Regions from separate parts of the Sus scrofa genome. Here regions 1 and 2 are each linked to region 3. The links are chromatin contacts, called in public Hi-C and HiChIP or PLAC-seq maps. All regions are on one chromosome and are shown on one strand. Each heading gives the region's core, a stretch centred on a gene start, on an enhancer-like site or on the middle of the called end of the contact. The rest is flanking DNA. Distances are from core to core; before and after follow the strand shown. Region 1 has its middle 160 kb from the start of TXNL1. Region 2 has its middle 56 kb from the start of TXNL1. Region 3 has its middle 250 kb from the start of TCF4.

Region 1 (3,216 bases), core at 425-2,924, 520 kb after region 3:
CTGTTCCTTCCAAACACCAGCCCCAGACCCACTGTTGGGAGCTTGGTGGCAGGAATCAGGGCAGAATGAGGCACATTTGACTGAGTGTCAACTCAGAAAACAATGTGTAAAAGGGATGTTTTGCCATCTGCAGTATAAGAGGATAGAAGAATCTCTTTATCAAAATCTCTGTTTAACGAAGAATGAATCACGTTGCCCAGGTGGTCTTGCACAAGTGCTCTGATGTATAGAAAGGAATCTGCTTGAATGAACCAGCAGCAATTCATAAATCACAAGGACTTGCAAAATCCCCATAGAACAAAGCAATAAATAAATAAACCTATGGGTAGGGGCTGTGGGAATCCCGCTTTCTCTCACTAAAATTACCCTGGCTTAACTATTTTATTTCAGTAATTTGGTCACTGATATATAGGTTAAGGACTTACCAAATGACATGAGGATGCCTTTTTTTTTTTGCTTTTTTGGGCCACACCCGCAGCATATGAAGGTTCCCAGGCTAGGGGTCAAATCAGAGTTACAACTGCCAACCTATACCACAGCCACAGCAACGCAGGATCTGAACTGTGTCTGCAACCTACACCACCACAGCTCAGGGCAACTCTGGATCCACAACCCACTGAGCCAGGCCAGGGATCAAACCCACATCCTCATAGTTATTAGTTGGGTTCGTTACCACTGAGCCACAACAGGAACTCCCATGAGGATGTATTTTTACATAAACTTTCTTAAAAGAGTTGTGTGTTTCTACAGATACTTTGATTTGTTTAAGAGTTATTTGCTAGGTTGCAGTTTAGGAATTATATGGTGTCTTTGTGGAGTCGGACAGCAGTTTTCTTTGGGACATCAGATGAGATGCTTTCTGTGTTAGGCAAGAATTACCTAAACTGGTGGGCGTAGCTGCAGTAGCTTTCCATCTGCTCATGGCAAAGCCTCCTTGAACCAGGACTTACTAGAAGGAGGGCTGTGCTTATTTGCTTTGATGTATTATGGGTAGAGCCAAGCCCTACACCATGTACACATGGTACTTAATAAGTACAGACTGTTCAGAGTTTAAATGGATTGAAACTGAACAGAAAGGAAGAGCAGAAACTGATCAGCGCGGATTTGGCTTATTTTGAGAAAACCACATGTATCTGATTTAGTGCGGTCCAAATTGATATGCTCCAACTTGTTCACACACAAGACCTGAGAAGCTGGTCTCCCACCTCCCCGAGAGAAATCAAGGTAGAGATTCTGATGGCTTCCCTGCCAGTAAAGGAAACTTAAACAGAGCTTAAACAGGGGAAGAACTGATGTCGCTAAAACACCAGACTGACAGCCCGGGTACTTCCTTGCCACCTGGCCATTATAATACCCTCAGAGCTTCTGTCACTGTCATGCTTACTTTCCACTCCATAAAATGGAGTGCTAGAAACAGATACTAGGGGAGCAGCTTGCCTCCAGTGCCCTGCTATGTGACAGTTTCCTGCATAGGACTTTTATTCTTATTTGGCACTTGAACTTCGAAATGACTCAGTGATTCATGCTTTGCTGCTGCACGTGATAATTGCCTTGGCAGAAAAGGATGTCTTTGTTCTTGCCCACTCACCTTTTGTATGGAGTTTCCCACTCCTGTTCCCTTATTTATGACTTGTTGATGTTCATCTATTTTTAGCAAGTGTTTTGCTAATATCCAAGGAGTCATCAAAGATGCAGCTGCTTGGTCCCTACAGGAAACTCCGCTTCAGGGGGTTAGTGCTACTCTATAAGGATCTGTTCTCGAACATTCCTCTGCATGATGATGAGAAAGGCACTTCTTGATTTTTAAATTAGCTGGCTAATGCCTCTATCTTTTCTCTTCCCTTTTGGAGCTCGATGAACTCATATGTTATTCTTGGTTGGTTGTCAAACGAGCGAGGATGTTTTTCTGATCATCTTTATGTGGAGTTATATTTGGCTGGGTTTTTTCCTCCCTTTTCAGAGACTCCTTTCTTCATGGTGGGACATGTGACCTTGTTTTTACGTTTTCTGTGTCCCAGGCTAGGAAACTTGTGATTGTCCTTTCCTGTTCCTTCTTGAGTCACTGGTTTGTGTTACAAATGCCTGGCTCACTTCCTCCGAGTCCTTAGAAAGGGGTTTCTCCAAAACAACCCCACGGCTGCCTCTCTGTCATTGTGTGGATGTGGCAGCAGAAGCCATGACAAAGTCCATCCTTCTCCAGTAGCAACCCAATCTGGGTAACAGACAGTGTACTCAAAATGCTCTATTTTATTTCATTTCATTTCATTTTGCTTTTTAGGGCTGCACCCTCAATATATGAAGGTTCCCCGGCTAGGGGTCGAATCAGAGCTGTAGCTGCTGACCTACACCACAGCCACAGCAACTCAGGATCTGCTGTGATCTGTGACCTACACCACAGATCACAGCAACACCAGATCCAGTAGGGCCAGGGACTGAACCCGCATCCTCATGGATACTAGTCAGTTTCATTTCCACTGAACTACAACAGGAACTCCCAAAATGCTCTATTTTAAAGTGATCTTATTGTAAGACAAGCCACTGTGAAGTTCTCACTGCAGTCCAAGTGGGTCTTTGCAGGAAAAGAGGATATCCAGCAGTAACTCCCCATAAGGCTTCATGGGTCATCCATCGACCCATTTCTTTCTTTTTTTTTTTAATAATGATTTTTATTTTTTCCATTATAGCTGGTTTACAGTGTTCTGTCAATTTTCTACTGTATATCAAGGTGACCCAGTTACACATACATGTATACATTCTTTTTTCTCATATTATCATGCTCCATCATAAGTGACCAGGTATAGTTTCCAGTGCTATACAGAAGGATTTCATTGCTTATCCATTCCCAAGGCAATAGTTTGCATCTATTAACCCCAAATTCCCAGTCCATCCCACTCCCTCCCCCGCCCCCTTGGCAACCACAAGTCTGTTCTCCATGCCCATGATTTTCTTTTCTGTGGAAAGCTTCATTTGTGCCATATATTAGATTCCAAATATAAGTGATATCATATGGTATTTGTCTTTCTCTTTCTGACTTACTTCACTTAGTATGAGAGTCTCTAGTTCCATCCATGTTGCTGCAAATGGCATTATTTTGTTCTTTTTTATGGCTGAGTGGTATTCCATTGTGTATGTATACCACATCTTCTTAATCCATTCATCTGCATCAACCCTTTTCTATTCTTCCTTAAAAACATAAAATATTTCTTCTGCATTGGT
Region 2 (3,100 bases), core at 338-2,837, 630 kb after region 3:
GTGATATACTTCAAGGGCCAGCCATACTCTGGGGCTTATCCTCTTGGCAGAAAAGGCAACTGTTACAAGGTCAAACAAGGGCTTATTTCCTCCCCTTCAGGCCAGCTGAGGCCTTCCAACCCCAGACTAACTTTTATTCTTCTAGTTTAGCCCACAGACATTGTTCCCTAATAAAATGCAACCTATTGGGAGGATTGCCACTTAAATTACCCCAAGATTTACTTTTTAAAGACTGAGTCAAGATCAGCTTTTGCAGAGTTCCCATTGTGGCTCAGCAGGTCAAGAACCTGACTAGTACCCATGATGATGCAGGTTCAATCCCTAGCCTCGCTCAGTGGGTTAAGGATACGGCGTTGCTGCAAGCTGGATTGCAGGTGGGGCTTGGATCTTGTGTTGCTGTGGCTGTGGTGTAGGCCTGCGATTTGACCCCTAGCCTGGGAACTTCCATTCGCCTCAGGTGTGGTCCTAAAATGAGAAAAGATCAACTTTTGGTTAAAAGAGGACAAGGGATGAAGAAGACAGGGGAATCAGAGGCTGGCAGCACAAAAGTTGAATAGTTCCTTCTTGCCGGTATTTCCCAGGCAGAGTCCCACAAACAGGCACAACCATCACCATTCCCCTATGGGGCTTCAAAAACCCAATTTTCCTTGATTAGGTACTGCGAACATTTATTTCTTTTACCTATGCACACATTCTCAACTTTTTTCCTGCTGCTTTCTTGCTGGTTAAATGATGGACATCACTGAGTGTGGACCTGTGGCTCTGACACTCTTGGAGGCCACTTAATCCCACGTGCCACCACAAATAGAGATTCTCTCTGGGCCCCTAAGGATCTCTGTCGATCCTTAAATCTTTCCAGGGATGAGGACCTCACTGTTTCTCTAAGGCGCTGTGTTTAGATGGTGGGCTACTTTATTTTTAGGAAGTTCTTCCTTATATTGAATCGAATTCTCTCTTTCTAAACTTCAACTCATCACATCTAGTCTTCTGCAATTACTTCAATGGGTTGATCTCAAAGTCTCAAGTCAAAACTTCTCAGCTGATCAGCAAGGCCCTCCTCCTTTACTGTTTCTTTCACTGGCCTAGTTTTATGCAAAATCCTTGCATAATTGCATGAATTCTTGGTGACTGCACAGGTGACATGCCCATTCCTATTTCAAAAGGCAAGGAGTAGTTCCCGAAGTGGAGCAGCGTAAATGAATCCGACTAGGAACCATGAGGTTGCGAGTTTGATCCCTGGTCTCGTTGCCGTGAGCTGTGGTGTAGGTCGCAGATGAGCTCAGTTCTGGCGTGGCTGTGGCGGGAGCTAACCTTAGTACAGGGCAGTTTTCAGTGCAGCTCCACGTGGCATAAGATTTCCCTGGAGACATTCCTGGAGCTTTAAAAGGATCATTTCCCAGATTTGATAACAGATCACATTTTCTAATAGTTTCTAATATCTTACTTAAAATTAACCCACAGTGAATATTTTGACACAAACCCCCGAAGGAAATTACTTCCTATCCAAATTAACTACAGAATCAGGAAAAACTTTAAAAGGTTCTGTAACCCACTCTACTTAGGAGGGATGGGTTAGTATATTTCATCGGGCTGTTCCTGACATCTAGTGGTGAGGTCTGGAAGTGCTCAGAGTACTCAGAGCTGCTGACAAGGTGGGGGACATTCCTAACCTTAGTTAACATCTGCTCTTTGAATATTTATAGTTGTAAAAGTGTAAACTGAATATATTTTCCCATCCTCTATAATAATATACTCATCTTTGTTTTAGGCATCTTTCCTGCTTTATATGTTTTATATCTGGGCTTATTTTAAAATTGATGAAATTTAATTTTTTAGATTTTGAAAAAAAAATCCTCGAGGGGAAAAAAAGGGCATTTTGGATAAGCATAAATAATTGCATTTTGATCTGGAAACATACTATAAAAATGTTTTGCAGAAATGAATTCATCTTCAAATGTGGTTTTTAGACTGGATTCCTGTGAAATCTGAGTCATTTATAGCTAACCTTGAATGTATTGTTATTCACAATTAGAAGTAGATAAATTTCACAGGCAGAGAAGCTGACAAGTCTTTAAGACTTCACACTTAGTTTTGCAGGAAGAGCTGAAGTTAATTAGAAGTGATTATACATACATTGCATGTGTGTGTGCACTTGTGTTGTTGCACACAAGCACCGCAAAGGCCTTGGGAAGGTTGCATTTTTTTGTGTGTTTTAAAAATAAACATAATCTCCTTCCCATGTGTTGCTATAAGCCCAGTAAATCTAGGAAGCTCAGCAGGATTGAACAAGGTCATTTCTTGTCAGGACTCCAAGGGGGAGCAGGAAGCAACCCCGTGCATCAGATGCTGGCATTCTAATCCCTGCTCAGCACCGGATTCCCGGGCATGGGGGAGCCGCTGTGCCAGCTCTGACACGCTGGCAGACTGCTGCTTTGCAGTGAGCATAGGCGGAATCAGAACTGTGGCTCTCTCCCGACGGTGCACCTTGTAAGATGGCAATACATCCCTGTCCTGATAATAAAGGCAAAATTCCAACCGAGTCTGCTCACTGGGTTCTGGTAAACAGGAAAGTAATTGTAAAAGGTATATCCAATCGCTACCTCAAAAAAATCAAAGCGGCTTTATTGATTAGTTCTGGGGTTTGGGGGGTGGGGAGGTTAAATGTATATATTTAATGTATTCTTAAATAAGCATAATATACAATTTATTTAATTCCAGGGCAAAGCCCTTTACCAGTCAGCTGGTGCAGAGATCCTGGATGGGCCATAGGGTGTCGTCTATTTTGGGTGGGTCAGGTCGGGGGTCTGGGGGTGAAGGGTGGAGCTTGATGCTGGCATCTTTGGGGAAAACAGGTCTGGTGCCTGGGTCAGCAGGTGGGGCAGGCCTAGCACTTGAAGTCACAGAGACCAACTCAAAGCTAAGAAGAGCCTAGAGCCTAGGCCTGAAAATTCTATCTGAATTATGGTTTGCCACTGGGGTGACCAGCATGCTGTGTCCATGGGAGCTGCCTTGAGATTGGGGCCATGGGGGCTGGCTTAGCACAGGGGTGGAATAAATGCCTATATTCCTGGCACTTAGCCAGGTGCTGGGCTGGGCTGGG
Region 3 (3,473 bases), core at 280-2,779:
GAGAACCAGTTGCCATCATGGTGACTTCTGGCTATCACAGTATCATCTGCGGGACAGGAAGAGAGCCACCAGCACAGTGAATTTTAGAAGCCATCCTTAAATTGCCTACTGTTTTCTCTGCTCTTGATTGTCCCCCAATTCCTGCATATTTTAAACATACAAGCCAGTAAGGACCTACATAGCAGCAATGAGCTCAATAACCCTCCATTTTCATGGGTCTTTAAATTTTATTTTGCAAGTGTGCATGTGCAGAGTTTTGATATTAGCTCCTCATCAGGATTTTTTGGTTCTGGTTACATATTGCAAATTATCAGTAGATATACCTTTTGGGAAGTGTTTCAGATGTTGAGTCCTCTCACCAGCTAAATGCAAATCTGGGGTTGAGGCCCATTCCATTAAAATGCAGAAACATTTTAATAAAGTTTAATTGTCATCCTAATGTACAACCAAGTTTGAGAACTGTTGCCCTACATGGTCTCATGAAATAGAATGCATACACAACCTTAAAACATGGGAAGGTGACATTTTTTTTTAGTTCTGTCACTCACCAATAGACTATAGAACAATCATGTAGTAAATGGTATACCATTAGTCTGAAGGAATTCCTACACTTCTAGGAGTGCTCAGTTTATGCTTTGGGAATAATTTAAAGACCCAGTAATTTCAAGTTCCTGGAACAAGAGTATAGTTGTCAGGGTATAGATGAATATTTAACAGATATAGTGGAAATATCCAAAATGGCTTTGTATTATCCAAAGAGTTTTGCCCTGTTGAATCTGTTGGCTGTTTCTGCTCCAGTCTGAAGACTTAGCAGGTTCTTTCTGCACCTCAACATCATCGTCATCAACGGCACTTAGTCTCAGAGGAATGATTTGAGTCCAGAGAACCGATGGGGCTCCAAAATGAATAGCCACGTAGCCCTTTAAAAATACCATGTGCACCTTCAGGTCAACATGTCATTCATTCACATTCTGCAAGAGGCTGAATTTCCATTCCAAGAAAGACTTTTGAGTTTTTTAAAAATATGTTTTCAGAATGGAAAAAATGTGGAAAGATAAGGTCTTCTGGGGGAGGAGATCATCCCTGGGAATGACTTGGAATGAGTTTTCCTGATGAGTTATGGGAGCATGAACACATATCCTGTTTTCCTTCTCAATTCAGAGAGGTTTTCACAGAGACGCCTGTGTGCTCCAACTCATTCATTCTGTTTGCACGCCTTTTTCTAAGACATCTGAAAGGAAACATTGGCTCAAAGGTTCCATCCCAGGTGTGATGAGGATTTCTGGAAGGACAGCTCTTGTTGAATGTCATTATTGTCTGCATTTCATTTTTCCTTTCTAAGGAATTCCAAAATGAGCGATCCACTCTCCACCACCCCAGATGTTGTTGTAAACCAGAATTTTGGAACATTTGGACTAAAATTCAATCCCCTAAAGTTCAGCTGAGTCCCAGCTCTCCAACCAAACGCTGACAAAAATGTATTTGTGCAATGGTTCACATGACTTCCTCTGCGCTCTGTGTCCCTGGCTGCGTGACTCAGTCCCAGATGAGCTGACACACCGTACTGTAAATTTCATAACAACCAAACTCCAGGAGGCAAGAATCAAGGCCCTAGTTCGTGTTTTTTGAGAGACTGAATTTCTGGAAATATCCTTTAATGTTGATTTTTTTTATATATATATATAAGACCTTCAAGCAATGTTGTTTAAAGAAACACCTGGAAAGAAAGAAAAAAAAAAAAAAAACCCTAAAAAATTCAAGTCTGTTGAAAAGTTTCCTATATAGCATTGGCAGTCATTTCAGTAAGACTAGTATTTTGAAGAGCATGTCTTAGGGGATAAATGTTCATCATTATTATCTTGTCCATACTTAAGCAGACCATTTGGGGAAATGTCAATATTCATGATTTAAAAGCAGTCAAGAGACAGGCCAATATATAGTTAATAAAAAGTGTTTTCAAAGTTTACATGCAATCTCAAATGTTAGATTTTAACTTTACAAATCTCAGTTTTCCATTCCTCCTTCTGCTCACCATTCACCTGTGTTTGTCTAATAGAAACCAGTTACTACAGCTCTGGTTACACATCTGCTTCATGCATGTGCAATTACAAGCCGTTTTAGCAACTAGTAAAACTACAGGTGTCTGGGTTTTAATGTAACCATTTTAAAAGAGCAGTTCATGGGCCTCTGATTATTATTTTTTATAGCTGGCAGTGTTCCTACCATAGACTGCCAGCTTAAGGGTTAAACGTAGTTCTGTTGTTTTCTCATTCTGGTAGAATCTCTGAAATCATTTGTAAGTTAATTTCTTAAGCTTGGAATTAAACCTGGAATCCATTCTGCCAAATACAGTAATCATTGTATTATCGACAGGCTGCACTTCTGTTTCTATATATGTCTTAAGCAACAAATTATTAACTGGATTTTGAATGCTGGATGCTAAAGTCATTAAGTAGGTGTATCTGTTTGGGTTGCTTACTTCTCTACCATAAGAAAGACCACAATTACCATCCCATTATTACTTTGATAAATAATGTTAACACATGGTTTCATAACAACTGTAGAATGTCCATCAGTGCCCTATCAATCAGTAGTTCAGCTCTGTATAAATAAAAAATTGGAGATTTCATTTTTACCTTTCATCATCTGTGTACAACTGGAAGATGTAAGAGTTCCAAGAACTGTTGCAACAACTATTGAAATCCATTACTTCTGTTAAAATACTCCAAGAACACACTCAGCTACTCTTAGAAGAAAAAGATGGGTATGGAAAAATTTTAAGTGGAGAACACTGATTTACAGATTAATCTAATTAGACTAAAATTAGGATTTAAAATGAAAACAAAAATCCTGTCCAGGGCCACCAAACTCAGCACACATTGAAGGAGGGACAGTCAAAATCAATTACAAACATGACTTTGCCGCACAGTAATAGAGTCAGGTTGCACAGCTATATTTAAGGCTCTGGTGACATTTCTATTTCAAATATAAGCATCATTTTCTAGGGATTTATTGCTCACCCATAACAATTTTTAGACGGGATCATTTATGAAATTCTAGCACGTGGCTCCCAAACCAGATATTTTTATTTATGACTTTTAAATTAATAAACAGAGTTTAAAAGTTTTGGATGAATGAAGACAAATTAATAGTTTAATTGTGAAAGTTTTCTTTGTTAAATAAAGTTTGGCCACTTCACAGAAGCATTAGAGACTGTAGTTAATTTTTCAGTAATATATTTTCATTTGCCCTTTAACTATAACAGCATGGTGATGTTTCTGTGGCAGAGATGGAACCTAGGATTGATGACATCCCAAGTATTTTAATCCTCTATATGCTAATTAGTTACTCAAATTAGAGAAAGAAAAAATTTCTTATATTTTATGATAGCTTTAAAACACAATAAAAGAAGACAAACTTTCTAGAATATGTGAGAATTTGACTCTCGGATTATTTTGAATAATATTTTAAAT

What was found. A called contact is a pair of places that touch in the nucleus more often than the background predicts. HiChIP or PLAC-seq counts read pairs in DNA pulled down with a chosen protein or histone mark.
Region 1: a contact with region 3 is called in a Hi-C map of skeletal muscle, with 6 times the contacts expected there. The contact joins two enhancer-like sites. A contact is called at or near these places in 4 of 47 Hi-C or Micro-C datasets (fetal heart ventricle, heart right ventricle and skeletal muscle) and 1 of 2 datasets of contacts at active chromatin or transcription factors (skeletal muscle).
Region 2: an H3K27ac HiChIP or PLAC-seq map of skeletal muscle shows a contact between it and region 3, with 11 times the contacts expected there. The contact joins two enhancer-like sites. A contact is called at or near these places in 5 of 47 Hi-C or Micro-C datasets (brain, embryonic fibroblasts, psoas muscle and 2 more) and 1 of 2 datasets of contacts at active chromatin or transcription factors (skeletal muscle).

The regions. Positions count from the first base shown.
Region 1 is chr1:105,847,772-105,850,987 of Sscrofa11.1, forward strand. No RefSeq gene overlaps it. Among named protein-coding and RNA genes, the nearest start is that of TXNL1, 160 kb to the right of the region's middle. Within about 2 kb of position 1,675, at least 13 of the 83 cell types and tissues checked have an H3K27ac peak or open chromatin away from gene starts, as enhancers often do. A contact at or near this core is called in skeletal muscle, where this site is marked.
Region 2 is chr1:105,955,729-105,958,828 of Sscrofa11.1, forward strand. No RefSeq gene overlaps it. Among named protein-coding and RNA genes, the nearest start is that of TXNL1, 56 kb to the right of the region's middle. Within about 2 kb of position 1,588, at least 5 of the 83 cell types and tissues checked have an H3K27ac peak or open chromatin away from gene starts, as enhancers often do. A contact at or near this core is called in skeletal muscle, where this site is marked.
Region 3 is chr1:105,326,347-105,329,819 of Sscrofa11.1, forward strand. No RefSeq gene overlaps it. Among named protein-coding and RNA genes, the nearest start is that of TCF4, 250 kb to the left of the region's middle. Within about 2 kb of position 1,530, at least 9 of the 83 cell types and tissues checked have an H3K27ac peak or open chromatin away from gene starts, as enhancers often do. A contact at or near this core is called in skeletal muscle, where this site is marked.